2 separate regions of the Lactuca sativa genome follow, and region 2 is linked to region 1. A link is a contact called in public Hi-C data. All regions are on one chromosome and are shown on one strand. The core of a region is the stretch at or near the end of the contact, and the rest is flanking DNA. Distances in the headings are between cores, read along the strand shown. Region 1 holds the start of LOC111877943 (upstream activation factor subunit UAF30). Region 2 holds the start of LOC111877949 (myb family transcription factor EFM).

Region 1 (4,446 bases), core at 685-3,184:
GAGACCATTCATGTAATTTACTCAAGTTTTAGTAATGATACATTTGTGAAAATATATCAAGATATAAGACCTCGTTTAGGTACAATTGTAGGAACTTTAGATCTTTTTTTTTTCTTACACGACCCAACCTAGACCCGTAACTAGTATTCATGTGCACATATCCTGTCATTTGGCTCCATCGTTCTATCATCCAACTCTTCACCTTTGTGTGCATAGATCCTGACATTTGGATCGATCAATGTTGAGACTGGATTGCACTACAATATGCCAAATTCCTAAAGTATATTTTTCGACGTTGGTATATTTTCTCTTATTTCATGAATTTCTATTATGTCATCCCTAATAATGATCAAGTCATCCATATAGACCAACACAATTGCCAATTTTCTTTCTCTTTATTTGATGAAAAAACTTGAGTTACTTTGCGTCATTGAATCACTGCTTCAAGTAAGAAATTTAGCAATCTTACCATACCGAAATCTTGGTGTCTACTTTAATCCATTAAAAATATTTTCTCAGATTGCTCACATAAATAGGACTAACTACATCCTCATAAACCTTTTGGTTGATTTAATTATGTAGACCCTCGATCCAACTCTCCATTCAAAAAAGCGTTTTCATATCCCTCTGCCACAATTTCTAGTCTTCACTTTCCGCAAGGGCTAGCACGACCCATACAATAATGAACTATGATATTGGACTAGACATTTCATCATAGTATAATATATATCATTGTGAGAGCCCTCGAGCATTAGGCAATCCTTGTGTCTCTCGATTAATGCATCCGGACGACACTTTATTTTGTATGAATCATTAACAATAAATGGGTTTGATATATCTTGGTTTTGCCGGTTCCCACGTATGACTATGCTCAAATGTTGTAACTTTTTCTTCCATCGCTTTATTCCAAATTGAGTTTTGTGGTGCTTCTTCACACATCTTCGTCTCTTTTACACTATTATGATATGATTACATTAGCATACTTAGAATCTGGATTCAAGATTATTTCCGTTTACCTATGTTATGGAGGAAGTGATTCAGTTTCACCTACTTTGCTTGATAGTTTCACCCACTTTGCTTGATTGAGTAACTACTTGCTCACCAGCATTAGTGTCATTTGGATCTTCAGGTGCATCAACACTCGATCAAATACGTGCAATTTTCTCCCTATCTTTTGTTGCAGAATTTCTTTTATGTTGTTCGAGTCTACTAAATACTTTATCCTCCAAGGAACACCATGAAGATGCATACATGGTCATTGTGTTTTCAATCTAAACGATCGACAATAATGTTTTGTTGGCTGTAAGTATCACACAACTTCCTTAGCCCTTTTCTACTCCTTAGCCTCGTAGTTTCTTCTGATCGTCACTCATGCATTTCAAATCAATATCTGGCCATTCTCATTATCAATACACTTCCCATCATTTCCATGAATGGTACCTTGTTTTCTTATGACATAGAGTGCGTCAAAATGCCATTCATCCTCCATCTCTTGTTTTGGAAGTTATCCTGTAGCTTTCAACAAACTTTTTCTTCAACCAACAATCTTTGGACATGTGTGACGCTTCTATCCATAATTGTAGCAATTGCCTACGGACCTCATCCTAGATAAATCTTGTTGTATTACTTGTATAACACATTACAAGTCATGTAATATGTAAACCAAATGATAAAAAAAATATATTTATTCATAGAGATTTGATCTTGTATTTAGAAGCACTAAGTTCAAAAATTCTGCTAAATATGAGTTAGACCATATGCATGTGGGGTACTTTTTTCTCTCGCCCTTATACATCTATCAGACTATCACCATCTTATCTATTTGTTATATTATATGAATTTTCGTAATGTATTATTTTTATATGTTGCATATGCAACGGGATAAGACATAGTTCTTATAAACACACGTTGCAAATAAAATACAAAATTTTAAAACACAACATTATCCAAAAACATAAACAAAAATCAAAACACGAGATGATCCAAAAAGAAAGAAAAAAAATTGCATTTTTGTTGGTTACCAATAAAGGTTTCTTGAATGTGTGCAGAGTTGCAGGGTTAGAGAATATCCCCACTTAACCTAGTTTCATTCAGACCCCTCGTTCTAATCATCCCTTGCTTCGTCTGCATGCCAAACCCTTGCCCAAAATCAAACACCCACTGTTCCATTTCCATTTTCCAAACCAATCCAATCCAATATGTTGACGGATTCCGAACTCCTGGAACGTTTGCACCATGTTCTACGAACATCCGACCTCGATACCGCCACTCCCGCCACCGTCCGCCGCAAAATGGAACAAGATTTGGGTATTGATTTATCCGACAGAAAACCCTACATTAGACAACAAATTGATTTGTATCTTGAGTCTCACTATACGAATGATAACGCGGAGGGAGACGCTGAGGAATCGGGGAATGCGAAGGTGGAAGAGAGCGTTAATGGTGGAAGTGCCTCCAAGGAAGGAGATGATGACCAACAAGAGGAAGAAAGTGATGCCGAATCGACGAAGATAGACAGGTAAGCGTCTTTATGTGTTATTGTTTAATTTATAGGGTTGGTGTAGCTGCATTTATTTCATTTGAAATTGAACCTGATTAGTTTCCCTGATATAAAATGTGAAATTGTTGATCAATATTCCCAAGCTTTTGTGAGTAACATATAATTGGTCTTGTTTGTCGAATGCTGGTTCGTGTCTAGGTTTAATTGTAAATGTTGTTTTGAATTTTTCTCATTAAGAGGGACAGATGGTGTTCTGATGAAGTTATAGTTGTCAAACAAAGAGAAACCAGTGAAGCAACTAGCTTTGAATCTTGTTCTTGAAAGCATGAATGTGATTCGATTATCTTGAAATAGTGTTAGAGATTACCAAAAAGGAATTGTCCAAGTCTCCAAGATAATTCATAAATGAACTCTCTTAAGTCTTAATGATAGGCAGACTTTCACCAAAGATAATATGGATCAACAAATCATCGAAAAAGGTCATTTGAGCATATTAGGATATATCTTGTTAATCAAAGGCTATCATACTACTTACCTTTTGTGCAATCTTGATCAACTGTTTTCTATTCAGAGTAGCTTGATTGATTAATCTCCACATCTTTCTTTTTAATAAATCATAATCTACTTTAATTGTCTTATCAAGTAAGCACAAGAAAAAGGGAGGCGGTTTTAGCAAACCATGTGCACTTTCTCCTCAACTTCAAAAGTTTACTGGAGAGTCTGAAATGGCTAGAACTGAGGTATATCATCACTCACATTATGCTTTCAAGTTTTTCTGTAAAATCAACAATTTTAACTGAGGTTCTCTTTGTTTGATGCTTCAGGTTGTGAAGAAGATATGGGCTTACATTAAAGAGAAAGATTTACAGAATCCAGCAAACAAACGAAAAATCTTATGTGATGAAATGCTACACGAATTATTCCGTGTGAAATCCATTGATATGTTTAAAATGAATAAAGCACTTAGCAAACATATATGGCCAATAGAAGAAGAACAGGGTATTAACTATTAAGTATTAACTATTATCCTATGTTTATATTATATAAAGATAAAGATGAATCAAGTCATGTGATTTATACTACTTTGTCAGATAATTAGTTACATGTTTTTATTCAGAAACTCCAGTTTCAGTCAAGCCTTTAGCGAAGAAGAAACAAAATAAACGAGTGAAAGAAGGTATTAATAACAGATTAACAGATGTTGTATACTTGTAGCTGGTTATTTTTATAGATAAAATACTAACTTTTTTATATTTGTTCTTTTTTAGATGAAGCAGAGCAAAAGGAAAAGAAGCAAAAAACAAAGAGTTCTGGATTTGTTATTCCACTTCCAATGTCAGAAGCACTGGTGCAATTCTTTGGTACAGGTGAAATTGAACTATCTCGTTCTGAAGTTGTGAAGAGAATTTGGGAATATATCAAAAGGAATGATCTTCAGGTGTGAATTTAGTACTTACTCTTTTTATCTGAGTTTATTTGAAAGGGTAAAATGCAAGAAATAGCAATGTACTTCCATTGATTTGTTTATTCTAGCATTTTACTTTCTTTTCTTTGTATTACAAAATTGTACGTTGAAAAATCTATCCATTATAGCAATGTCATCCAACTACAAAAGCAATTATCACTGATATTATAATTGAATAGATTTTTCAAAGTATAATATCCTAATAAGAAAAAGGTTTTAGGTTGAAATTTGCCTTACAACTTTTAACCATGATCATTTAGCTTTCAAAATTTATCTTCATCACATGTTTCACGAGTTACCTCTCTTTAGCCAATTTTTTTTGTAACAAGAATTTTTTTACAACTTCGTTTTTACAAATTTTTACGCTTTTTTGTGAGCTTTTTACAATGCCGTAAAAAAAAGATGTAAAATATTTGTAAAAACAAAGGTTGTTTTCAATTTTTTTTCCAACCACATAGAATTATTTTTTCTAACTTCCTTT
Region 2 (4,773 bases), core at 503-3,002, 280 kb after region 1:
TTTCCTTTTATATGTCTCTTTGCAAATGGTTACAAAATAGTTTCCAATGTTTAAAAAGACACAAAACAGGTGTTTAACCAATGAATAAAAATATACGTGACATGTGTCCCAAAAAGTTGTCTTTAACAGTCAAACATGTCACAAAAACAGTCATTTTAACAATTAGATAAAACAATGAACCGATGAGTAAAACAATGAACTGCACTTGTTGCGATTCACGGTTGCGAAAACAATTTCATTGCGATCGTTCCGATGCGATCATATGTGGGCCGTATCAATGTGATCCATCAAAGATCGTTCTGATGCGATCACAAGGATTGTTCTAAAATACATCATTCCAACAAGTTGCGAACGATTGCAGTTGAACAATAACTTGCTATCTGATGCGATCCAACCCAATGCAATAGTTCCAAAGTATTGTGTTACAACTAGTTACGATCGATCGCAATTGAACAGTAACATGCTATCATTGCGAAAATGCATCTGCATCCAGTATTCCGAAATCTCATTTGCATCTGATCGCATTCACATTACGTCAAATTACAAATTCAGTATTTGTCCGAGACCAACTTCATTTCGAGACTAATTCCATCCCGATGTCATTTTTTGTCCAAGATCAACTACACTCCGAAATCAGTTTCGGGCCAATACTAACTTATTCCGAATTGTTTTTGTTTTGATTTCAAATCAATTCCAAAATCAATTTTGCCATTATTTAAAATCTTGAATAAACTTTAAACAAGTGTGTATTTCACACTTTCATTACTTTTTTAAAATTTATCAGAATTAATTTTAATCAAAAGTCAATCCATTACACTTAAATATACTTAATGAAACAATTTACCAACATTTTTCAATTTTGCCCGAGGCGACAATAAAACCCGTTAAAAATGACAAAATTGTGATTTTAGAGCCACACGGACAAAAACCGTAAAAAATAGGTAAACAAAAATGACCAAATTTACACTTTTCTCTAAAAATCAAGAAATACTAAAGTGTACTAAAATCCATGTTTTGAAAACCGGACCGGACCGGCCGGTTCGACCGGTTCAACCGGGAACCGGTCCTGGATCCGGTTCATATAGGTCAAAAAACCGGCATTTGTTTGAACCAGTGAAAACCGGTAAAAACCGGTCGAACCGGTAAAAACCGGTCCGGTTGAACCGGTAAAACCGGTCAAAACCAGAAATTTTAAAAAATATTTATTTTTTTAATTTTTTGTATTTTTTATATAATTAAATATAATTATGACATCATCCGGTTTTTCCGGTTTTTAAGACCGGTCCGACCGGTTGAACCACTTGAACCATCGAACCAGTAAGACGACCGGTTCGGTCTCCGGTCCGGTTTTCAAAACCTTGCCTAAAATTGTAACTTTTATATTCAACAAAACCGATATAACAATTTTTGATTAGGTTACTACTAGCGAGTCTATAAGTGTCAAATAAGTATAAATAAGTTCAGCCAACAACAAAAGATGCCAAATGAATCGGAAGTCATGAAAAATATATTTTTAATGCATATAACTTTTTAAAATAACATTATTTGGAAAGTAAATATAAAAATATAAAATTGATATCGACCTAACTTGTACTAGAAAACCAATGAATGATCCGAAAAACCTGGGGTATTTTGGGTATTTCACATGTAATATAAGTTACAACATTAAACCGGGTTAATTCCGTGGATGAAGTAGTGGGTGGGCTAAGATGACATTACGCGACGAACCGAGGGAGTGACAGATACACACACATACACCCCATCTCAAAAATGAAAAACCCATTCATTCTATTTCTCTCAGAATCTTACGTCTCTCTCTCTCTCTCTTCCTCTTTCTCTCTCTCTCTATGTCTAGATTCCAATATTCTTCTTTTTCACAAATTTCTCAGCATATGACATAATTACAAGTATACATAGATCCTCACTCCCTTCACATTCTCTTAGTATCCATTTTGATCATCAGCATCAACAACAAAAAATAATCAAATCGGAACAACACACACAGGGGAGAGATAAAAGATGGGGAGCTTGAATCCGCCTCCTGAGCTGAGTTTGGATTTCAAACCCACTTTTATCCCCAAAACAATCAGTCAATTTCTAGAACAAGTATCCACAATCGCTACGCTATCTGACAAGATATTGAAACTCGATGATTTTGTTACCCGATTAGAAGCCGAAATGCGGAAAATCGATGCCTTCAAACGGGAACTCCCTCTTTGCATGCTCCTCATTAATGATGGTTCGTTTTCTATTTAGGTTTCTCTTCTCACACCTGTGTTTTTGTATCTCTCGCTTGATTTAATGCCATTCGGAAATGGGTTTTTGATTTTCTCTGTATTTACGTACACTAGTTGTTTTTGTTTTCATTTTTACCTGGTGTGAAGTGTGATTATTCTTTTCTAGATGATATTTGGGTATTCCAAGATCTTGATAACAATGCATTTCTTTCTCACCAACTGTTTGACAATTTGATAAGTAAAGCCACAGTCAATCTATTTCATAAGGGGATAATCTCGGATACCGCGGACAAACTGTTTGATAATCTGTTTTGGAAACGATTAACGCTAGTACAAATCAATTTATCTATTGCTTTCTTTTTTCAGCAATCATTACATTGAAAGAGGAGACGATTGTTTTGAAGAAATCATCAAACCCTGAGCCAGTACTTGAAGAATTCATACCCCTCAAGAACACTAGTGATGAAGATGCAAAACTCGAAATCATCAGTAAAGAAAAGTGCGGTGGAGACAAGAAGAATTGGTTGAGCACCACTCAGCTTTGGAACAATCCAAATCCAAATCCAAATCCAAACACAAATCAAACCCAAATTTGGAAACCAAAATCAATTCATCAAATTACCAAAAAGGTAAATTAAAAGGGTACATGATCGATCGTGTATTCGTGTACCATAAGTCGTTTCATAAGCAAATAACTGAAAGCATTCTGAATTATTAATATGTGTGATCGCAGAGAACTGATGAAGAAGATGATGGAATGATCGACGATCCATATCCCACCAAAGCATTTATCCCATATAAGGGAATTTGTGGGTTTACAGTGGTGGAGGAAGATAAGGAGGAATCACCGATTCCAGGGCTCTCTCTTATCACCCCTGGAATCAAGAATCCAATGAGGGGAAACCTTTTGCTTACAAAAACAAATTCCAATTCCAGATTGCTTCCTTGTTCTTCACCAAATGCTCAACAAACATCTAGAAAACAAAGAAGATGCTGGTCAACAGAGCTGCATAGACGATTTGTCAATGCCTTACAGCAACTCGGTGGTTCACAAGGTTAGCCCTTGAAAAATCTTCATCTTTTTTCCCTAATTTTTAATTCAAATTTTAACTGAAATTTTTTAATCTTTTGCAGCTGCAACTCCTAAGCAGATTAGAGAGCTTATGCAAGTCGATGGGCTTACAAATGATGAAGTCAAAAGCCATTTGCAAGTGAGTTTTGATTTATTAAAATTCACATGATAAAGCTCTAAACTTTTTCGCAAATATTAAACTTTTTTTATATTCTTTATGTGAACTGTAGAAATACAGACTTCATACACGAAGACTTCCACCATCTTCTAACAATTCATCTGCAAATCAATCTGGTGTCGTTTTGGGAGGATTATGGATGGGTTCCCAAGATTCATATGTTGAATCGTCAAAGAATAGAATCTCTAATTCCGGTTCCCCTGATGGCCCACTCCTTATCGGCACCACCACCACCACCGGTGACAATAGCGATGGTGAAGATGACAAATCTGAAAACTACTGCTGGAAGGGTCATCATGATGTATAAATCTTGAGATTTTGGAAAAATAAATATAGGTGAGATATTATATATATATATAAAAATATAACTTATACATAAAGAAGGACGAAATTTTGCAGGATTAGTTTCCTTTTTCTTTTTTCTTTTTTCTTTTTTTTCCTATATTAAACTTTTTATAGATTTAAATTGTTGCCATTTTCTTGGATTCTTTGTCCAAGTAGTTTCATGTGAAGCACATCTGTATTTGAGATGAGGAACATGATGATTGGAGTATGCAGTATTTTAAGCATATTTATTATGTCCCTAATATCATTTTCAAGAAATCTTGAATCTTTTGTCTTAAATTTTTATATTTATCTATTAAGTTACTTCCTTTTGGATGATCTATTTTGGATTGAAACTTGATTGAATCAGAATGTCAAGGGTAATGTAATTTTGATGTAGTCTCAAGGGTATTTTTGGTTTTCCATGCAATGAAAACGGATAGTGATTGTGAGAGACAATTTTTGTGGTACTTTTGAAGATGCCTTTTTTAACTTATCACTCAAGACAATTGTCATTGTACGAATATTAATTAATCACACCACGTATACAATGCCGTCGATTTAAAAATAATAACGTTTTGATTGGCAATATATTATTTAATATAAAATTCAATAGTATTTAAATAAATAAAACGTTTCCAGATATTAACAAAATGATTATATTTTTATCAAGATTGTATGAGAATATGAGATAAACTTAACATCAACATCAACTCATATTAGTCAGTAGTTGGTTATTCAACTTTCAACCCCTTTCTTTTAAATAATACTTAAATAAAAATAATAAATTAAACAATTATTTAATGATATATCAGTCGTTGGTTAAATTATATAAATAAGATTAGAAAACAAGCTTATCTTTTTGTCCTAATCGCGGAATCCCTGCCTAAAACTTGCAAGAAAGAATTGTTCAAGATTTGATGAACGCGAGAATCTTTGAATTTATTCAATTCAACCACAAA

What was found. Hi-C and Micro-C count contacts between places; a contact is called where the count stands out from the background.
Region 2: a Hi-C map of bud shows a contact between it and region 1, with 10 times the contacts expected there. The contact joins the promoter of LOC111877949 here to the promoter of LOC111877943 in region 1. A contact is called at or near these places in 4 of 4 Hi-C or Micro-C datasets (bud, leaf and seed).

What each region holds. Positions count from the first base shown.
Region 1 is chr5:264,432,586-264,437,031 of Lsat_Salinas_v11, forward strand. It overlaps LOC111877943 (upstream activation factor subunit UAF30), which reads left to right and starts at 1,935. Exons shown (of 6, transcript XM_023874449.3): 1 at 1,935-2,518; 2 at 3,144-3,240; 3 at 3,325-3,499; 4 at 3,618-3,677; 5 at 3,769-3,938. The coding sequence starts at 2,199.
Region 2 is chr5:264,709,214-264,713,986 of Lsat_Salinas_v11, forward strand. LOC111877949 (myb family transcription factor EFM) reads left to right here and starts at 1,753. Exons shown (of 5, transcript XM_023874456.3): 1 at 1,753-2,239; 2 at 2,604-2,866; 3 at 2,971-3,292; 4 at 3,372-3,448; 5 at 3,540-4,056. The coding sequence starts at 2,020. The coding sequence ends at 3,794.